2 separate regions of the Mus musculus genome follow, and region 1 is linked to region 2. Evidence: chromatin contacts called from public HiChIP or PLAC-seq data. All regions are on one chromosome and are shown on one strand. Each heading gives the region's core, a stretch centred on a gene start, on an enhancer-like site or on the middle of the called end of the contact. The rest is flanking DNA. Distances are from core to core; before and after follow the strand shown.

What was found. HiChIP or PLAC-seq counts read pairs in DNA pulled down with a chosen protein or histone mark.
Region 1: an H3K27ac HiChIP or PLAC-seq map of embryonic stem cells shows a contact between it and region 2, with 5 read pairs. The contact joins the enhancer-like site here to the promoter of Nt5c1a in region 2. A contact is called at or near these places in 8 of 39 promoter capture datasets (the 3T3-L1 cell line, cranial neural crest, embryonic stem cells and 4 more), 2 of 15 datasets of contacts at CTCF or cohesin (the NIH/3T3 cell line and embryonic stem cells), 3 of 484 Hi-C or Micro-C datasets (the HL-1 cell line and embryonic stem cells), 1 of 115 datasets of contacts at active chromatin or transcription factors (embryonic stem cells) and 2 of 9 other capture datasets (adipose tissue and liver).

What each region holds. Positions count from the first base shown.
Region 1 is chr4:123,297,935-123,302,968 of GRCm38.p6, reverse strand. It overlaps Pabpc4 (poly(A) binding protein, cytoplasmic 4), which reads right to left. Exons shown (of 15, transcript NM_130881.3): 14 at 4,876-5,034; 15 at 4,044-4,456. The coding sequence ends at 4,888. Among named protein-coding and RNA genes, the nearest start is that of Gm22154, 7.3 kb to the right of the region's middle. Within about 2 kb of position 1,703, at least 11 of the 459 cell types and tissues checked have an H3K27ac peak or open chromatin away from gene starts, as enhancers often do. A contact at or near this core is called in embryonic stem cells, where this site is marked.
Region 2 is chr4:123,199,888-123,205,416 of GRCm38.p6, reverse strand. Nt5c1a (5'-nucleotidase, cytosolic IA) reads right to left here and starts at 3,932. Exons shown (of 6, transcript NM_001085502.2): 1 at 3,734-3,932. The coding sequence starts at 3,859.

The sequences.
Region 1 (5,034 bases), core at 454-2,953, 100 kb before region 2:
ACCTAAGGATTTGCCAGGATCGGTTAATACGGTTTGCATGGTTGTGGGGGGAATCTTTAGGTTATGAGGACTCCGCCATACTGAGTCGCCTTTGAAGGTGACGCCTGCCCCTGGTTCTGCCTATCGGGTGCTCCTGCACCATGAGCATGCCTTCCCTGCGGTGAGAAACAGAGATCCCTTCCTCCTGAGTCGCTCCTGTCCTGGACTTTATTCCAGTGATGAAAAGCATAAAGAAACCAGGCAGGCCTACCATGAGCTGGAGGGGGTGAGAAGCAGAAGCAATTTCACTGTAGAATTCCTGGCGTGGTTTTCAATCTTTAGTGTGCGGACAGGTGTTTTTGTTTTGCCTGCATGTATGTCTACCTACCACTTGTGTTATTGGTGCCCACAGAGGTCAGAAGGTATTAGATACCCTAGAAGTGAAATGACAGAATGTGTGAGCCACCATGTGGGTGATGGGAATCAAATCCATGCCCTCTGATGCAACGAGTGCTCTTAACCACCGAGTCAGCTCTCTAGCCTGGTTTTACAGTAGGTGGAAGGTAGTCTTTATTTAAAAAAAGAAAAAAAGTGGTAGCAAGTGCTTTTAATCTTAGTACTCAGGATCTGTGAGTTCGAGGCCAGCCTGATCTACAAAGTGAGTTCTGAGACAGCCAAGGCTACACGGAGAAATCCTGTCTTGAAAAACCAACAATAAGTAAATAAATAAGATGGGCAGTGTCACACACCTTTAATCCCAGCACTCAGGAGGCAGCGCCTTCCGGGTCAGGGTCAGGCTTTCCTATGGATCACAAGTTCCATACAGCCACGGCTACCGGATGAGACGCTCTCACTATTATTAATAACAAGACTGAAAGGCAAGCATAATGATGTAGGCCTTGTGATCTCAGCATCAGACAGGCTGAGGCAGGAGAATCACTTTTTTTTTTTTTTCTTTTTTTTTTTCCGACAGGGTTTCTCTGTGTAGTCCTGGCTGTCCTGGAACTCACTCTGTAGACCAGGCTGGCCTCAAACTCAGAAATCCGCCTGCCTCTGCCTCCCGAGTGCTGGAATTAAAGGCACACGCCCCCGGCTAAGGCAGGAGAATCTTAAGTTTCAGGTTACAACAGTGAGACCCTGTGAGGGGGAAAAATAATCTCAAAAATGAAGCCTGATAACTTTGCCCTACCAAGTGACAGCAGATATTTCTGAGTCCACTCCATGTACTGCCTCAAGGGACGCACTCTGGTCAAGTCAGCTTGACAGGCTGTGAGGCCTGGAAGCGCTCATGAGGCAAAGAGTTTCACGGAAGCTCACCTCCTGGAGTTTTGGCGTTCTTATTAACCCATATACTCATACCCTATTCCCGAGTTAGTCTGGTGTATGGATCCACGTGCTCTCTTTTAGTATTATCTTATTATAAGTGCCTTTTAAGATTGAATTCTGACATAGCTAAGCCTTCACCAGTGTTCCAACGTCCTAGAAAGTCCTTGAGCTGAGCATGGGCTTGGAATTCAGGAAGAATGTTGCCTGTTCAGTGACATTCAGAATAGCCTCTGGTACTACACTATCACTTAGAATAAAAGCCAAGTCATATACAGGAATTTACAATGGTTTAGGAAGTAGATTGGGCTGTGGCTTTAGAGTATTGCATTATTCATGAGATGGTTAGCTAGAACGGAACTCCCTAACTAGAACCATGACTTGGGTGTGGAAGCCCTTGCCCTAGGAGTGTAAAGACCTCACACCTGGCTTCTAAGACTACAGCTGACCTTAGATAGAGCTGACTTTGTCTCAGTTGTTTTATTGCCCAGTTCCGGCCAGTCTTTGTGTTTACATTCCTCTGTTTTGTGTAAGAGTCATTAAGCATCCGGTAAAAAATTTAAAATTCTTAAATTTAAGAATTTAAGAGTAAATGGGGCATTTACTGTTTCCTTTCGACTGGTGCTGAGTGGAAAATAATCTTATTCCCTTATGTACATGTACTAGCTACACAAACGTGTATCCAAAAAGCCCGATTACCCATAGGTATAGGAAGGAAATTATATGCCTAAGAGTTGAATGTCAGCAAAGCAAGAAAATGCTGATCAGAGACAAGAGGAAACACTGGGTCAGAGTATTCGAGTGTTCTCTGGGGGAAACTCAGTAGTTAGACCAGCTGCTACAAGGCCCGAAGACAGATCTCAGTCCTAAGCTTCCGGGAGTCACAGTGACTCAACTGCACTGTACAGTACTGCACAGTACCCAAATGCAGAGCTGGGGCAAACTGAACACAACCAAACTCAGGCAGGCTCAGGGAGACTCACCTGCCCACTGCCAGGTTTAAAGACTAAGGGGCCACATGCAAATGACATAAGCCTTAGAAGCTGGGGAAGAAACAGCCTCCCCTGCAGGCTCCAAGAGGACAGTCCTACAACACTGCAATCTTTTTGCTCAGTAAAACCTACTTTGCAGAAATGCAACCAAACCTCTGATGACCTTTTTTTAAAAAAAGATTTTATGTTGAGTACACAGCAGCTGTACAGATAGCTATGAGCCTTCATGTGGTGGTTGGGAATTGAATTTTTAGGACCTCTGCTTGCTCTGGTCAAACCTGCTTGCTCAGTCCCTGCTCACTCCAGCCCAAAGATTTATTATACATAAGTACACTGTAGCTGACTTCAGATGCACCAGAAGAGGGCGTCAGATCTCATTACAGATGGTTGTGAGCCACCACGTGGCTGCTGGGATTTGAGCTCAGGACCTTCTGAAGAGCAGTCAGTGAGCCATCTCGCCAGCCCCTTCTGATAACCTTTTAAAAGCACCCCCACCCGCCACATCCCTGCCAAGCCTGTAGCCTACCGATCACTTGTGTGGTCTCTGAGTGACAGAGGTCAAAGATCAGGTGATTTTCCTCTATCAACCCCCATCTTTAAGATATAACTGTAGCTGTGTACGTTCACAAGTGAAGGTGCCCAAGGAGGGGCAGAGGTCTGAGAACCCCTGGAGTTAAGATGGTTTTAAGCCTCAATGTGTCCAGAAATATTAAGACTGGCTAGAAACTCAGGAGCAGATTGTTTCTCCAGAGATCAGAGTCAGAATCCTCAATTGCCTCTAATTCCAGCTCCTGCAGTCTTTGGACCCAAGAGTATCCACATGGACACTTTTTTCCGAGACAGGGTTTCTCTATATAGCTCTGGCTGTCCTGCAACTCACTTTGTAGACCAGGCTGGCCTTGAACTCAGAAATCTGCCTGCCTCTGCCTCCCGAGTGCTGGGATTTAAAGGCTTGTGCCACCATGCCTGGCTACATGGACACTTTTTAAAAACCCCCAAAACCTTACAGTTTGGGCTTTTGGACCTGTTACTTAAAAGGAGACCAATTCTTATGGGAAACTACCCATAGCCCTAAGGCAGGCTTGGCTGGAAGATAGGAAGGCAGCTGACCGTGGCCAGCACTTGGGACTCTGATATCATGGGACTCCTGAGCATTTCCCCAGAGCAGAAGCCTTGCTGCAGAAACTGGCCAACTGCACGCTGACGTAAGCAGGAGGCAACCGAACTTTACTCCAGTGAAGAGGACGGAGGCTTTGGCCAATGGGCTAGCAAATCCTACCCTGTCCCTAGGGTTTGCAGCGACCCCACAGATCCTGGACTTTCCTGGTGTTAGCATTCTACATTCAAGTATAAAGATTCTGCCATGGTATGCAGAGCGCATTCTAGGACAACTCAATTCACAGTTCACTCTTTTCATGCTTGGGTTGGGTTGGCTCCAAACTCACTGGGCATTACTGCCCTGTAATTCCTGGTCATTCTGACTCCAGCTGGGATCACAGATGCTGGCCAGGAGCCCAGGGGCTTGGTACATGCCAGGCAAGCTCCACCCCAACCCATTTAAATTACCACATGCTTGCTAGCCCAATTACATCCTAAAAATAAAGAAAAGTAGCCGGGCGTGGTGGAGCACGCCTTTAATCCCAGCACTTGGGAGGCAGAGGCAGGCAGATTTCTGAGTTCGAGGCCAGCCTGGTCTACAGAATGAGTAGTTCCAGGACAGCCAAGGCTACACAGAGAAACCCTGTCTCAAAAAACCAAAAGGGAAAGTAAATTTATTTAATATATGCAGAGCCCAACAGTTCTAGCAAAAGCCCAAGATTGTAACATAAAACTGGCATCAAATTCAGCCATATTTATGGAGATTTTATTTCCTTTATTTGAGAAACTTAAGTCTTGGGTACATCAAAACCAATTTCTGGGATGAGGGAAAAAAAAAACCAGAACCCATAATAGAAAAAAAAAAGTTATCATCTGGGTCACAACAGAACCCAGAGAATATATTCTTATAATTGAAAAACTTATAGGTGCTTCATAATTGACCTTCTGATACAAAATGACCTATTGAATTTGCAACTTGGTTCTTGGTGTGGAGGTCCACAGACAAACTAGGATGTCTTCAGACCTTAGCTGGATGCCATGAGGGGTTATTTGGCTTTCGACTCCTAGAAAAGAGAAGTGCCAACACAAATAAGCAAGCCTGTTTGTTAAAGAGACCTCTCTGCTCGTCAGCACCAGCTGCTCCCAGCCGGCTGCAACTCATCGCCTTCTCCTTTCCCCTATCAAGAGTCCCAGTTCACTCTCTCCTAAACCTTGCAGGGGCCACAGCTCAGACATCACTACAGTGATCTCTTCAACAAGACTGTAATAAATACCAACACCCCTCTCTGCACACTGCACTCACAGCTAGGCAGTGGACACAACCTCAGGCCAAGCTAGAAAGGTCCCTGGCCCACATGGGCAGCTGGGATTGCAGATCCTGTTTTATTATATATATACCCCCTCACCCCCAACAGCCTGGAACATATGGTAAGGCCCTATCTGAAAAACCAAAGGGGGCAGAAAACACGAACTGTCAACATACTTTTTTTCTTGTCTAAGAGGTAGCAGCAGCAACAGTGCCCACCTTCTGGGCAGCTTCTTTCTTGGCATGGTGAGCCTGCAGGACTGCCACCGCTTCATCTACCTTGGAGCGGAGGGACTCGGGGGACTCCAGCATGTGCAGCAGCTCAGAGTTGTCGAT
Region 2 (5,529 bases), core at 2,683-5,182:
CTCATCAGCACTTGGGCACCTTAGGGACAGAACTATCATTCCTGCAGAGACAGAGAACCCATTTTTCTCCATCCACTTCAGGCAGGGTCTGAATCTGGCTCCAGACCATGCAGCCAATCAAAGCCTTGTTCTTCACTTTTCTCTTCTTTACTTTCAGTCCCATAGCCCTGACTGGTCTTGAGTTTCCTTTGGGTGGGTTAATCAGACTCTCAGATCCCACTCCTGGCCATTGCAAGAAAAGTGTCTTGATTGCCTTGGCCTCTGGAGTGTCTAGTTTCCTCTCACAGATGAGGAAAGAGGGTTAGAGAGGGTCAGGGTATTTTATTGTTCACACAAAAAGTCAAGGTGAGATCTCAAGTCTCTAGTTTGGCCTCTGCCCACGTAAAGCTTCCTTGATGTGATCCTCCCAGAAGCCTCCATCTTTTACTTTAACAACTTGCCTGGACACATCCCAGCCTCCTTTCCCATGTTTGGAAGAAATGACAACAAGCTGAAGGTTGGAGAGATGGCTCAGCAGTTAAGAGCACTGACTGCCCTTCCAAAGGTCCTGAGTTCAAATCCCAGCAACTACATGGTGGCTCACAACCATCCATAATGTGATCTGATGCTCTCTCCTGGGGTGTCTGAAGACACCTACTGTGTACTTACATATAATAAATAAATAAATAGATAAATAGATAAATAAATAAATAAATCTTTTTTAAAATGACAAGAAGCATTGTATTCTAATACTGTTGCGGTTTTATGGTGGGATACTCTTCCCTTGAAAAATGATGGTTCCCAGGACAGAATCCTGTCTTCTATCCAAGTCACTCTGCTACAACATAATTGAGGTGGGCCTCAGGAACCTTCAGGGGTTGGTTGTCCAGCCTCCAAGTGGGTCTGAAAAAACAGGTGACTAGATCTGTACAGAGCCCGGAGAAGCTGAGCCCTTGTAGACTAACCCTCTTGTGCTTGTCCAGGTTTCTTAGCATCCAAGTTATGTGTGCACCCCAATCAGAAAGTCCATTCCAGGCTAGGGATTGGGTCAGAACAACCAGGGTCTCAGCTTGGGAGTACTGAGCTGCAGGGAGCCATGATCTTGCCAGCTCTCTGGGATTTAGGCTGATCGCTACGGCTTGGGGATGAGGGTGGAAGAATGAATAGAGAGCAGCTCAGCCCCACTGGCCTGCCTGCGGAGCTCCTACTTAGACCAACAATCTGTCTATTGCACTCAAGATAGGAATGTAGCCAAAGAAGCTGTTATTTCTGGAAGGACACAGGAGGGATGGGAGAGACGAGGACAGGATAGCTCTGGGTGAAGGCCCCTGACCCCAAGAGATGAGGGTCTCTGATGGTCTTCACTAGGTTAAATATTTTACTTAAGCTCTTGGGAATGATAATGAGGCCAGGCCAGGCCCCGATGGGGCCCATGAGGCTTACAACCCCCAAAATAGCCCATGGGAGGAGGGGCTATGGCAGGAAAGACAGGAGCTGGGAACTTCACCTAATCAGACCAGGGTTCAAGGCCAATGGGGGGACATGACTGATCATGGCCTGGTTCTCTGATGCTCAGGGAGGAAGTGGATTTTTGAACAATGAAGGTTCTCTCCTGTTTTCCAGCAGGCTCTCCTCCCCATCCCCGGGACCAGACATTATTTGTCCAGCTTTGCTATCTCATTAGCAAGACTGCTGCCAGACCCGCCCTTTTCAATCCACCCGATAAACAGCCCAGTGTGATTTTCATAAAATGAAAGTGGAACCAAATTAATCCCTGATAAGTAATAATAATAATAATAATAATAATAAAGATCCTGCAACAGTTCCATTATGATGCTGATATTTTTAAAGGTAGGTTGACCATTTAGTCAAATGAATTCTTAGGCAGAACTCCCCCCCCCCCCGCCATGTGTAAACCAAGGATATAACTGCTATACATCTCTTTTACAATTCAGCTCTTATATCTATACATCTATATGAGTGCATTTGTTGCAAAACTAATCAATAAAACAACACCTTGGGAACTGGAGAGATGGCTCAGTAGTTAAGAGCCCTGACTGATCTTCCGGAGGTCCTGAGTTCAATTCCCAGCAACCACATGGTGGCTCACAACCATCTATAATGGGATCCGACGCCCTCTTCTGGTGTGTCTGAAGACAGCAACAGTGTAACCACATACATGAAATAAATACATCTTAAAACAAACATACAAACAAAACAACAACAAGAAAACCCCAGCAGTTTAGGTGACAATATGTTTGAAAGCAGGGGTTAGGTCGCCACCATAGACACAAGAAGTTTCAGTATCCAGCCAATTTATTTTTATGTTTCTGCACAGTTCTGAGAGAGTCCAGTTTGCACCCCCAAATACTTGAACATGGGAAGAGCTGCTTTATTTTCAAATATTTAAAGTACTCTTTCTAAAAGAAAGGATTCACAGGTCTGAAGACTGCTTGAGACACAGGGTTCCACAGAACCCAGCGTGAAAGCCTCAGCCCCGTTAAATAAGGTTCTGGCCCTTTCACAAGGTACTCAGTCAGAGGGGTCCCTTGCCTGGGAGCCTTTTGAGTCCTTGTAACACTTTCCCCAATGATCCTGCATGTCTAAGTGTGAATTCTGAACAAGTTCTTGAGCTTCAAAGACAGCTTCTTGCTTTTCACTCACTCCTCTGCCCCTCCCACCCTCCCAGGAGATCCCACCCACTGAAGCTTTAAGATCAGCTCAAAAGTCATTATCCCAAAGCCTTCTCAGTGGCAGTCACCCCCTCCCCCCCAGTGCTCCCACAGCATGTAGGATCTTTTACCTGAGAATCCACCATCTCTAGAGCCTCCGTGGTCACACTCCAAACTCCTGAGACAGGCAGACCACACTTAATATCTCTGTCACCAGGATGAGCCAAGGCCTAGAGGTGACTGTGGATGGGGTAGCCTCCTGGGTAAAGTCGTTGTAGTGAAGCAGTGGAATGCTTTAAGGTCGGACTGGAAGTCCTTGTGTAACGCCTTTGGGTCCCTTTCTATTCTCAATCCCTTGCCCAAGTTCCTGGGTCTAAGGCGGAGAGGCGTGAACAACGCTAAGGTATCATGAACTTTCCTAACAGAGGAAGAGGAATGCTTGCCTCTGTGTGAAGTTGCAAATGGTTGATGCCACCACTGAGATCAGAAGCAATGTCTAAGGTGCAAAGCCCAGCGCTGGGAGCTCCAGAGCCTGGGAGCAAAGCCCTGAGCCTAGAGCAAGTAATCGTTCCTTTAAGATGCAGGGAGAGTGACCTGATCCCCCGGGGTCTGGGTATTCAGTTAGAGCCCAAACGCCGAGGCTTGGGCCAGGAAGCTGAACTGACTGCACAGATGGAGGAGACCTGAGAGCCCAGCGAGCAACCGGGTTCCCAGAGTCGAGTTAGGAGTTACGGAGCCCAGGGCGCTGCTCCCGGGTTGCTGACCAGCTCTGCCAACAAGTGCAGTCCGCGCGTTCAGGTTGCCAGCGCCGGAGGGGATAGGCCCCTGATGACAGCATGGGGGAGGGGTATTCTGGAGTAGAACCTGAGCCCGGGATTGGGGGGAGGGGGTGCGGAGGCACTGCCACTATAGCAGAGCTCCCAAAATAAACTGGAGCCCCAGCCAACTGCTGGGCACATTCTGGGGCGGAGGAGCCTTGTCACCTTCGGGAGGGGTTCCACGAGGCCCTTTCCAAAGGGCTTGAGACCCGTCCCTAGAAATGGCCCTTCCCGTGTCCCCCCAAATCCAAGCCCTACTTTTACCGATTTGGGTTTCTTCTTGGACGAGAGGTTGTCATAGAAAGTCTTGGCTTCCTCCCAGCGCGGTACCGCGGCGGTCTCTGCCCCTGGCCCGGGTTCGCGGGCCTCCCGGGGCTGCCCTGGTTCCATGCTCCGACTCGGATTCTATCCGGCCCGGCGGGAGAAGACAGCAGTGGAGACGCGGAGCTCTCGGCACCGGGCTGAGGGAGGGAGGCGCGTCCCGGGTGGGAGAGGCAGGCGGGCAGGGCCGGGAGGGAGTGCGAGTGAGCCTGCCCCGCCCGCCGGGGGTGGGGGGTGGGGGGGACCGTCAGGTCCGAGCCGCCCTCTTGGCATTTAGGGGAACTCTGATTCCTCGACCGACCCGGGTCTGAAGCAAATGGGGAGCAGGTGCAGTCTGCTTTCTGGAGCAGGCCGAGTGGAGCCAGGCTTGTGGAGTACTGCGGCTTCGGGGTTGCGGGGATGAAGTTCAAGGGCACCGAGAGAGGAGGAAGCCTAACATTTTCCCCTCCTAACACGATAATGCCCAAACCAGAAAATGAATAGTAAGCGCTCCTCCAAACTAACAGGTCTCCTACCCCTATCAGATGCCAGCATTGGACCCTGCGTGATCCGTCGCCTTTCTCCACATTCCAGTCTATCCTTGGACCCAGGGAAGTGTTGGATGGACAGCCTGGTTCATGAACAGGAAGCCTCATTGCGTGTAGGGGAAAGTGTGGGACACAGTTCTTACACAGGCGAAGGGGCTCTTGAATCTAAGGCGATGTTATGCTCGCCTAATGGGCGACACAGTCAAGAGTGATTCCAAGGGACTGGATTCATGTCGGCTCCCCTGTTGGCCAGCAGGGGGCGTGCATTTTCAAGTCCCGCGCGCTGAACTTGAGATGGTTACAGTTGTGAGGAAAGGAAGGGAGGAATGGAGTCTAGAACCCAAAGGATTTTAGCCTAGCATTTTGGAATTTCAGGGTATTTTTCACGCTGGTGCAGAGCTCTGAATTATCTGCCTCAAGGCAGAGCCATCTCTCCGACATGGATTGGAGATGCCTGAAAAACATTGGTTTAGCTGACGGGTGGTGGTGGTGGTGGTGGTGGTGGTGGTGGTGGTGGTGGTGGTGGTGGTGAGGTTCCTTTGCCTGAGACCCCTGGGACAGAGTGGAGCTCTGTCCAGCCTCCACCATGTCTAGAAGGAACCAAGTAAACTTTGTACTGTAGTTATTTCCTCCTGATCGAAACACTCCCTCCTGGGAGGCTCTGAGGCCCAAGAAACTCAAAAGATTCGGGGAGCCTAGAGAATTCTAAAGATTTGGGGTCCCTGCCTAGTTATACAGATATCAAAGTTACCCGCTGTTGGGAGAGGAAGGGCACCTTTGGTGGTGTAGCTGCCCTCAGGTCACACAGGGAACTCCAGTGTTTCAGTTTTCCTGAGTCAGCACCCGTGCTGGGCTTTTTGGTGATGCAGTTTCCAGAGTTGCTCAGATTCCTGTAAATAACCCTCACCCACACACATGTTAGTAACCCCAGTGAACTCACCAGCTCAGTAAGCCGAGCCTTTGGGTACCACCCTTTATCTGGAGTGAACAGAGATATCTCCACTGGAAAAGCAGTAGCGTAGATTTGGGTAAATGAGAGGGGAAGTTAAAAAATAATAAGATTGGTAAAGTAAGTTCAGATGTTTCCAGATTTGGATGGATTGGGGTGTGTGTGTGTGTGTATGAGAGAGAGAGAGAGAGAGAGAGAGAGAGAGAGAGAGAGAGAGAGAGAGAGAGATTTGCTTACATAAAAGGGAATCCATCCCCAGCAAT